Regions from separate parts of the Oncorhynchus mykiss genome. Here region 2 is linked to region 1. Evidence: chromatin contacts called from public Hi-C data. All regions are on one chromosome and are shown on one strand. Each heading gives the region's core, a stretch centred on a gene start, on an enhancer-like site or on the middle of the called end of the contact. The rest is flanking DNA. Distances are from core to core; before and after follow the strand shown.

The links. Hi-C and Micro-C count contacts between places; a contact is called where the count stands out from the background.
Region 2: a Hi-C map of blood shows a contact between it and region 1, with 13 times the contacts expected there. The contact joins the promoter of sar1a here to the promoter of LOC110533384 in region 1. A contact is called at or near these places in 2 of 3 Hi-C or Micro-C datasets (blood and liver).

The regions. Positions count from the first base shown.
Region 1 is chr10:15,150,675-15,156,399 of USDA_OmykA_1.1, reverse strand. LOC110533384 (serine/threonine-protein phosphatase 2A catalytic subunit alpha isoform) reads left to right here and starts at 2,127. Exons shown (of 7, transcript XM_021617524.2): 1 at 2,127-2,456. The coding sequence starts at 2,355.
Region 2 is chr10:15,496,451-15,502,175 of USDA_OmykA_1.1, reverse strand. It overlaps sar1a (SAR1 gene homolog A (S. cerevisiae)), which reads left to right and starts at 3,040. Exons shown (of 7, transcript NM_001160665.1): 1 at 3,040-3,154. LOC110533411 (protein transport protein Sec24A) reads right to left here and starts at 2,543. Exons shown (of 24, transcript XM_021617569.2): 1 at 2,119-2,543. The coding sequence starts at 2,176.

The DNA.
Region 1 (5,725 bases), core at 878-3,377:
CCTTTACTTAGTACTTTGTTGAAGCACCTTTGGCAGCGATTACAGCCTCATGTCTTCTTGAGTATGACGCTACAAGCTTGGCACACCTGTGTTTGGGGAGTTTCTCCCATTATTCTCTGCAGATCCTCAAGCTCTGTCAGGTTGGATGGGGAGCGTCGCTGCACAGCTATTTTCAGGTCTCTCCAGAGATGTTTGATCTGGTTCAAGTCCAAGCTCTGGCTGGGTCACTCAAGGACATTCAGAGACTTGTCCCGAAGCCAATCTTGCATTGTCTTGGCTGTGTGCTTAGGGTTGTTGCCCTGTTGGAAGGTGAACCGTCGCCCCAGTCTGATGTCATGAGTGCCCTGGAACAGGTTTTCATCAAGGATCGATCTGTACTTTGCCTCGATCCTAACTAGTCTCCCTGTCGCTGAAAAACATCCCCACAGCATGATGCTGCCACACCCATGCTTTACCGTAGGGATGTTGCCAGGTTTCCTCCAGATGTGACGCTTGGCATTCAGGCAAAAGAGGTCAATCTTGGTTTCATCATACCAGAGAATCTAATTTCCCACGGTCTGAGTGTCTTTAGGCCATCTCCAAGCGGGCTGTCATGTGCCTTTTACTGAGGAGTGGCTTCCGTCTGGCCACTCTACCATAAAGGCCTGATTGGTGGAGTGCTGCAGAGATGGTTGTCCTTCTGGAAGGTTCTCCCATCTCCACTAAGGAACTCTAGAGCTCTGTCAGAGTGACCATCAGGTTCTTGGTCACCTGTCTGAACAAGGCCCTTCTCCCCCGATTGTTCAGTTTGGCTGGGCAGTCAGCTCCAGGAAGAGTGGTGGTGGTTCCAAACTTCTTCCATTTTAGAATGATGGAGGCCACGGTGTTCTTGGGGACCTTCAATGCTGCAGACATTTTTTGGTACCCTTTACCAGATCTGTGCCTCGACACAATCCTGTCTCTGAGCTCGACAGACAATTCCTATGACCTCATGGCTTGGTTTTTGCTGGGACATGCACTGCCAATTGTGGGACCTTATATAGACAGGTGTGTGCCTTTCCAAATCATGTCCAATCAATTGAATTTACCACAGGTGTACTCCAATCAAATGGTAGAAACATCTCAAGGATGATCAATGGAAACAGGATGCACCTGAGCTCAATTTCAAGTCTAATAGCAAGGGGCCTGAATACTTATAAGGACTTTTTGTCCTGTATTTTTTTTTTATACATTTGGGAAAATCTCAACAACAAAAAAAATTATTTGCTTTGTAGTTATGGGGTATTGTGTGTAGAATGCTGAGGAAATATGTTTATCAATCAATTTTAGATTAAGGCTGTTACGTAACAATATTGTGAAAAAGTCGAGGGGTCTGAATACTTTCTGAAGGCACCGTATGCCGGCAAGCATGCTATGACACCGACATGCATTTCTCTATGTCAGATGGCTACTGCGTCTGCTATACAGATATAGACGTTTAGAAGGAGGGTAATTCGTAAATTTTCGACCAGAACATTTTGTATAAAGATAAGCATTATATAGTTAGATTATAGGAGTAACTCTGGTAGGCATGAAACAGTCTTCCTCATCTCGAGTTCAACTGTCAAAGTCAGCTGGAGCGCCAGGGCGCACTGCCTTCATTTCATAGGCCTGCAGTAGCTAAAGCTTAATAATAGCCACACCATACCAAACCTTAACAAACGTTTCTAAACTTTATTAGGGTAATATCAAAAGTAAGTCACGCCATTATTTATAATCTAAACCAGGGAAAAAACGCACTAGGCTCCCATGTGCCCCTCTAAATAACCACACAACTCTCCCCAAAGCAACAAAAACAATATTGACAACCCTCCCCTATTTTTGACCACCCTCCACCCCAGTAAATTTCGATCTGTCCCTAACCATTAATATTTTCAAAGTGAAAACAACGTATCATTACTGACGGTCATTAACAAAGGGTTACAATGCACCAACCACTGGACCAGTGCGTTTGCATGGCCCGGTTTCCCGGATATTGAGATTTTTCTTATGGACCAATGGAAGCGTGACCTCCGCTTACGCGGGGTACCGGGCCATGCAAACGAGTCGCCCAATAGCCAATAAGAATGCAAAGATTTCTACTGGATGACCAATAGTAATGCGGCATTTCCCTGGCGCTCCCAGTCCGACTTGTGTTGAGTGGATCACGGTCTAGGGTGGGATAACAGCTACTGACGTCTCCATATATCTTAGTCGATCCGGTTCATGTACGTTCGTCAATGTATGTGTCAATTAGAACTGCATGCAACTTGGTTGGTCAATTTGGGGGAGGATTGCGAGTATTTAGGAAAATAACAATTTCCGTGCCATTGAATTAACCAAAATAACAATCAGGAATGGACGAGAAGTGTTTTACGAAGGAAATCGATTTATGGATCGAACAAATCAACGACTGCAAACAGCTGTCAGAGAGCCAAGTAAAAACGCTTTGCGAAAAGGTAAGGTATACGGAAATATAACTTTCCTATTGTAAAATGTTTCATTGTAACATTCATGGGATGATACTATACATATTGCGCAGTTTGTCGCTATCAGCACTTGCCAAATAGCTTATAACATAATCCTGTCTAGTTTCAAGAGCGGTTATTTATATAGCCAACTTTCTCGTGTAGGTCTGTCTAAAATGTTCGTCAGTCTTTCAGAAATAGTAACATGTATGCCTTACAAAATATAGAACTATTCGAATGTAGCTGTTTGACCCTTCCATTCTTACCAGACATTCTTAAAATGGCGCCGATGTAAGTAACACATTACATTGCACAACTTCTCATTCTCCTCAGCTGTAAAACTGGTTTAGCATTTCACTGCAGCAATATGTATGGTTTATTTTGGAAATGCCAAACCTTTACATTCATTCATAGAAACATGTTTTTGTTTGGCACATTTTTGTTTTAAATGGCAAACGTGTCGGTAGTGGTGGACTAACTTGAAGACCAGCTAAAGAATGCAAGTCACATAATTGGCTTGCATTCGTTAACTGGTTTACTACCAACTCATTCAGACTGTCTGTCTCATTTTAGTTATGGGAGGCCTGGGGGGGGGGGGGGGGGGGTTAGCGTCATACTGTATGTGCTGATCGTATGACTGAGTGTTCTGTGGCAAAATCATTGCGTTTGTCAAAGACATGTCAAGTATTTTCATTTATTTGTTTGATATAGTCAGACCATACACACTTGAATACAGTTGTAAAACAGACGTACACCCATCCTGGATTCCCACCCTGCGTGAACTGAACTGTGGGACATGACAATAACTAGGTCAGACTTAACTTTCACTTTATCAAGTCACCTAGGGTTTGAGCAGGGATTTAACATCAATCTTCATTGATAATCTTTTCACTTGGCTGTTACACTTATGTGTGGTTTTAAATACTTTTTTTTAGTAACTAGGTGTGTCTACTCATGTACTCGTTTGACTTGTTTACAAACAGGTGATTCATGTCCTGAGATGATTTGTAGGTTAGAGGCCAGGATTACAGTATGGATGAAAGTGGTACTCGGCTAGAATTTCCCATTGCCAAATATTCACCACTAGGCTACAAGGTGTCAGTGATCATATTCTATTATCCTGTGGAGTTCAGTCTCAATGAGTGGTTTTGCCATTTACTCAATGGTTTCCATGTTGTTGTAATCAGTTTTCTCACATACCCCTGAACATGTGATTGACCAGCTCTTAAACAGTAGGTATAAGCATAGTAGTGGTGTGGTTTTAGAGCACACATTTGCTCAGTCATGGCTGACGCATCCATCCCCTGTGCATTTTGTTAATGTGTTCAGCAGAATGCGTAGCCAGAGTAAAATTAGCTTTGAATGTGATTGATTCTGTGTTGCATCACTACCACATTGTTGCTGGGCTCTATGACTCAATATAACACTGGTGGAATGACATCTTGCTTGGGATACAAATTACAGAACGGGGGAAGAGTGATTTACCGATGAACTTCACACTTTGTTTATTCTGTGAAATCATTCTAGGCTAAAGGTTTTCTTATAACTATTGTCTTGTCAATTGTTTTATTACACTATTGAACTATTTCCTGGTCTGGCATGTTTAATTATTTAACATTTTATTTATCTAGGCAAGTTATTTAAGAACAAAGTCTTATTTACAATGACTGCCTGCCAAAAGGCAAAACGCCTCCTGTGAGGACAGGACTGGGATTTAAAAATACACTGCTCAAAAAAATAAAGGGAACACTAAAATAACATCCTAGATCTGAATGAATGAAATATTCTTATTAAATACTTTTTTCTTTACATAGTTGAATGTGCTGACAACAAAATCACACACAAATTATCAATGGAAATCAAATGTATCAACCCATGGAGGTCTGGATTTGGAGTCACACTCAAAATTAAAGTGGAAAACCACACTACAGGCTGAGCCAACTTTGATGTACTGTCCTTAAAACAAGTCAAACTGAGGCCCAGTAGTGTGTGTGACCTCCCTACAACGCCTGGGCATGCTCCTGATGAGGTGGCGGATGGTCTCCTGAGGGATCTCCTCCCAAACCTGGACTAAAGCGTCCGCCAACTCCTGGACAGTCTGGTGCAACGTGGCGTTGGTGGATGGAGCGAGACATGATGTCCCAGATGTGCTCAATTGGATTCAAGTCTGGGGAACGGGCGGGCCAGTCCATAGCATCAATGCCTTCTTCTTGCAGGAACTGCTGACACACTCCAGCCACATGAGGTCTAGCATTGTCTTGCATTAGGAGGAACCCAGGGCCAACCGCACCAGCATATGGTCTCACAAGGGGTCTGAGGATCTCACCTCGGTACCTAATGGCAGTCAGGCTACCTCTGGTGAGCACATGGAGGGCTGTGCGGCCACACCACACCATGACTGACACACCGCCAAACCGGTCATGCTGGAGGATGTTTTAGGCAGCAGAACGTTCTCCACGGCGTCTCCAGACTGTCACATGTGCTCAGTGTGAACCTGCTTTCATTTGTGAAGAGCACAGGGCGCCAGTGGCTAATTTGCCAATCTTGTTGTTCTCTGGCAAATGCCAAACGTCCTGCACAGTGTTGGGCTGTAAGCACAACCCCCACCTGTGGACGTCGGGCCCTCATACCACCCTCATGGAGTCTGTTTCTGACTGTTTGAGCAGACACATGCACATTTGTGGGCTGCTGGAGGTCATTTTGCAGGGCTCTGGCAGTGCTCCTCCTTGCACAAATGCGGAGGAGGCGGTCCTGCTGCTGGGTTGTTGCCCTCCTACGGCCTCCTCCATGTCTCCTGATGTACTGGCCTGTCTCCTGATAGTGCCTCCATGCTCTGGACACTACGCTGACACACAGCAAACCTTCTTGCCACAGCTCGCATTGATGTGCCATCTTCGATGAGCTGCACTACCTGAGCCACTTGTGTGGGTTGTACTCTCTGTCTCATGCTACCACTAAAGTGACCAAAACATCAGCCAGGAAGCATAGGAACTGAGAACTGGTCTGTGGTCAGCACCTTTAGAACCACTCCTTTATTGGGGGTGTCTTGCTAATTGCCTATAATTTCCACCTGTTGTCTATTCCATTTGCACAACAGCATGTGAAATGTGTTGTCAATCAGTGTTGCTTCCTAAGTGGACAGTTTGATTTCACAGAAGTGTGATTGACTTGGAGTTACATTGTGTTTAAGTGTTCCCTTTATTAAAAAAAACACAAAACACATCCCAACACTACATAAAGAGAGGCCTAAGACGACTACA
Region 2 (5,725 bases), core at 1,791-4,290, 340 kb before region 1:
TGATAGTCCCACTAAGCACCAACCAGATGGGATGGTGTTTCGCGGCAGAATGCTGTGGTAGCCATGTTGATTAAGTGTGCCTTGAATCCTAAATAAATCACTGACCGTGTCACCACCAAAGCACCTCCACATCACACCACCTCCACCACGGAGGGAACCTCACATGCAGAGATCATCCGCTCACCTACTCCGCGTCTCTCAAAGACGCAGCGGTTGGAACCAAAAATCACAAATTTGCTCTCATCAGACCAGAGTACAGATTTCCACCAGTCTAATATCCTTTGCTCGTGTTTCTTGGCCCAAGCAAGTCTTCTTCTTATTGGTGTCTTTTAGTAGTGGTTTCTTTGCAGCATTTTCCACCATGAAGGCCTGATTCACGCAGTCTCCTCTGAACAGTTGATGTTGAGAAGTGTCTTGTTACTTGAACTCTGTGAAGCATTTATTTTGGCTGCAATCTGAGGTGCAGTTAACTAATGAACTTATCCTCTGTAGCAAAGGTAACTCTGGATCTTCCTTTCCTGTGGCGTTCCTCTTGAGAGCCAGTTTCATCATATCGTTTGATGGTTTTTGCGACTGCACTCGAAGAAACTTTCAAAGTTCTTGAAATGTTCCAGATTGACTGACCTTCATGTCTTAAAGTAATGATGGACTGCTGTTTCTCTTTGCTTATTTGAGCTGTTCTTGCCATAATATGGACTTGGTGTTTTACCAAATAGGGCTCTCTTCTGTATACCAACCCTACCTTGTCACAACACAACTGATTGGCTCAAACACAATGAGGAAAGAAATTCCACAAATTAACTTGAGGCATACCTGCTAATTGAAATGCATTCCAGGTGACTACATCATGAAGCTGGTTGAGAGAATGCCAAGTGTGGGCAAAGCTGTCATCAAGGCAAAAAGTGGCTACTGATGAATCTCAAATATAAAAAATATTTTTATTGTTTAACACTTTTTGGTTACTACAAGATTTCATGTGTTATTTCATAGTTTTGATGTCTTCACTATTATTCTACAATGTGGAAAGTAGTAAATAAATAAAGAGAACCCCCTGGAATGAGTAAGTGTGTCCAAACTTTTGACTGGTACTGTATGTATGTATGTACTTTATATGTCATTCAGGGAGAGAAATGCCAGACAAAAAGTATATTTATACTACTGAATTTAAAAGTAAAAAAAAGTAATGCAACTAAAACGGATCGTCCCAATGTGCCACATGTGCACAGAGGTAGAGCACAAAAAAAGCGCTGTGGTACGTCATTCACTTCTGAGTAGATGTTGCAAAGCATAATACGATTATAACTATAATTTTACATTTTATGTGACACCAGCCAAGTGATTCGAAAAAGGCAACGAAGTACGCAACGAAGTCACGCGACCCTTACACAAAGAACCTCAACAAATGAGAGGAAGGTTTAGCCCTAAACAAAGACTAAATCAACTAGAGGATGAAAGTTTAGCAGTCGACAGGGTATCAATCAAATTACAAGACTCAAATTGTATAGCTAATATTTTTGGTCAATTACCCAAATATAAGATCCACGTACGCGTCAACTAGTTATAGCTAACTACAGTAGAAAATTGGCTAGCTCAACTGACAACTTGTAGCATCATCATGACCCAAACTATCAGTCTCTCCCCTGAACTTGATCTTCAATTGAGTTGACTAACGTCATTCAAGGTAGCACTAGTCGCTAGCTAACGTTAATTATCAGTTAGACTAGAGACTGACACAAATTGCAGCTATAACTAAGTGTAGATAGCTAGATACGTCAGTAAATTTGTCAACGACTAGCTAAAACAGATTATCCTAGCTAGCTCAAAGTTAGGTATCAATCAAAGCGATCACTTATATCCAAATGCTAACTTAACTAACATGAACAATGTTAATTTAAAACTGTAGTCTTGATAAGCGTAAATTAGCTCACCACTAACATTAGCCATCTTTTAGGTTAGCATTATTCGCAAGGCAGCAAGCTAATGTAGTTAGCTAGCCAGCTTGCTAACCAGCCAAATCAGATTAGGATAAAGTAAAAGCCTATCTTGTTAACGCGCTAGTTACTAAACAGTTGTGATTAGGTAATGTTAGCTAGCTAATATTAATGCGAAATTGCTCACCATTTGCGTATGGCTGTCCTCCTGGTCCATTCTGAAAGTTGAACCCCGTACTGGACATCTTGAAATAGACACCGACCGTAATCAAATTTAAAAGCTTCGTTGGCGAATAGTTAGCTGCGTCTTACTTAGCTAACCAGCTAAGATAGCTGTTTAGCTAGCAATGGGATATGTTTGTTTAACGGAGCGTCTTTCAGGTTGAAAAAAAAAAAAAGTGAATTAGTCGACTCGTTAGCTATCACAGACCATGGTTAGGACCGTTCCCCGTCCAACTACGGGTGTAGGCCTTGTCAATAAAATCGTGTGAGACTGTCCTTTCCGTAATATCTGTGTTCCTTCACTCTTCTTGGGATTCCCCACCCAGCACGAACACGTAAAACCTCTTCAAGCATGCGCAGTTGGTACACGTGGCACTTCCTGTGCATAGTGGATTTCTACAGTACTGGAAACACTCGCAATGTTGTACTGTCTTCGCTTCCTCTGATGTTTGAGTAAAAACATGTAGGATCGGTTAAATAGATGGTGACAGACTGTGTATTACAAATACAATTAGTTTATATAAAACCAGACTAATGGTTAACTTTTTAATTAATTCGTTTCTCCAGGGTTTCTCCTGGAGTTGAAGACTCTGGACTGGTAGGAGAAACATGTTCAGAAACATGTTCAGAAGAAACATGTTCAGATCAGAAATATAGACATACCAAACTGCCTTGTTATCAAATAACATTGCAGGATGAATATTATTATTTAAATAAAATGTGTTCTGTGTTAACACGTTTAGATGACATAAGTGCTAGAATATGGTTCACATTTATGTTCCCCTACCGGAAAGATGATTGTGAAACATAAACAGGAAGCGGCTATGCCTGGGCCTGGAGAGTTATTGGACACAGGTTGCATTGCTGTGTCGTGGCTCTGTAACATAACGCGAAGGTGGAGAAGAAGACGTGAATTGCGTGCTCTCATTTGACCGTAAAGCAAATTTTCATGATTCTAAGAGCAAACATATTTCCTCAATTGATCTACACTTAGATAACGGGTAAGTGTAAGCATAAATTATTTCAAATATTGGGTTTGCGAAAGTGTATTTGAACGTTCGGTATTAAGGCTAGCGCGGATAGCTAGCTAACGGTATATGCTAACGTGAGTTAGTCGGTCAGGAACCCTCAATCAAATTGCCGACGGTAGCTAATGAACAATTTCAAGTTACTTTGACATGTAATGTGGTAACCTTAAAGTAGGCCCATTTGTATGTGCATTTTTATATTGCTATGTTCTCTAGCTGTAACAAACAGCTTTACTGTCAATACACCTAGCGCTTCCTTATGTTTGCAATTAACTCGATGCTACTATAACTTAGTTATCTATGAAACTGACACGTATCTATGAATTCAGATGCACTAATTTAGCTAATAGCAATTTACCTGTGTAACTATGTCAACGCTACTGTAGCTAGATTTTAATGTTAGTTAGCAAACTAGCAAGCTACAACAATTGTGAACAACAAAACATATTCTCGCTGCCAGCTAAAGGTACAATTTGTGACTCACAGCTCGCTATCCTTTAGCTAGCTTGGCTATCAAATGTTAGTTAGCCAGCTGGATATAGTCGTCATAACTATATTATTAATCATAACGGTTTTGCATCGTAAATTAAAATTCAATGTTACGGACAGCCACCATTTCGAGCTCAAATTGTTTTTATTTGTAGTAAAAAAAAATCTAAATCGATAGGTGTCGGAGACATAATCCACATTGTTTGTGTGTGAGTTGGTGAATTCTTGCATTAGTTGGACACTTCTGCTCGCTGATTATAAATAGCTAAATCAGTCAAATACATGTTTATTACCAGGTTTTCCGCTATGTGACTGTCCTTTGTCTTCCAATTCCTGCCAATGTTAAATGTTTCAGATTAGTTTGATACGGACTACACTGAATTTAATCCCAGTAACATTACCTTTCCCCCATTTATAGCAGCTATTTTTTAGCTATCTGCTCTCACCTCAACTTCTACTAGGTCTAGAAAACGGTGACTTGATTGATCAGTGTATGTAAATTATAGCGAGCTGTCAGAACCTGTAGTTTGCTTCCGTTTTATAATTCAAATCCTTCAATTTGAGAGGCTCGAGCAACAAGGTGAGAACACGAGCCAGCTGGGCTGGCATTTAGATCTGTCAGGGAGTCTGGGGTGTAATCATTCGTCCAAACTGTAGAAAACGGTTGCATTAAATATTATTGTTGGGTTTATATTGATCAATGACATAAAGGACTGTGATGTTCAGAGGAATTAAAATAATTAAGTAGAACATTATTTAACCCCCTAGACTCTATTGATGTAAAAAATACTATCAAAATCTGCCAGTTTAAGCTAGAGATCCACCGCTTCTGCCTATGGTGGCTTTCTGCATTTGCAGTGTTAGGTGGCTGAGATACAGCTGTCAGACCATGAAACATCCCGACAGTCTGTCTTCTCATGAAAACGTCTGTAGCGTCCGAACGGTTTGGCCCCATGGTACTCGGCTGAAGTTGGTACCGCCGAGGTGCCAACCTGTTTGTAGCATCGGAACCGTTTGGGCAGACTAATGTGACCCCACTGTGGAAAGGGGAGGTTCTCTCCGTTTGGTTCTGTGAGTGTCACAGGAATCGTCTGAAGGTAACTGGTACTAGGTAAAAAAGTGTATGGGGGTGTAGTTGGTGAATTAGTTGGACACTATTCTGCTCGCTAATATACATTTGCAACCCAGTATCTCTACTTGCACATTAATCTTCTGCACATCTATCACTTGTGTTTAATTGCTAAATTGTAATGACTTTGCCACTACGGCCTATTTATTGCCTTTCCTTCCTAATCTTACCTCATTTTCACACACTGTATATAGATTTTGTTCCTTATTGTGTTATTGACTGTATGTTTGTTTTACTCCATGTGTAACTCTGTTGTTGTTTGTGTCGCACTGCTTTGCTTTATCTTGGCCAGGTCGCAGTTGTAAATGAGAACTTGTTCTCAACTAGCCTATCTGGTTAAATAAAGGTGAAATAAAAATTAAATAAATAAAGTAGTTTTGTGCCTACCCCCAAAAATGGGTTAAATATCTGTCATATATATTTATTTACTCCATGAGCTTTCTTATATCTCCTAGATATAGGACAGACACTTGAAAACCCTATTCCTTATGATAAAACATTTGACTGTCTTTTTGGCTATTTATGAATGTGTTATTAAATGCATTTCTATGGGCTATAGTAGTAAAGTCCAAAATCAATATTTTATATTTTTTTTATGGGGGATACCTAAAGGGGTCCTAAAATTCTAAGTCAAATATCAAATAGCCAAGTGATCCATGGTAGGATCATTTTAAAGCAATTCCATATGTCAGCATAGACCCCCCCCCCAAGCTGATGAGTGCCGTGCAGCAGGGCAAAAAACATTTTGAAATAGATATTGGGCTCACCTATCGCGTGTGCAGTGATGTCCAAGTGGGATAAAACAGTGTTTGTTCATTGTTTGCAGCTTCTTTGTTTTAATATCGCAAACCTACATGGCTGTTTCACCATTAGAGGTACACTCTAGCTATTTTTTAAAAACTTTTCCTGTTGAAAAACAATATCAC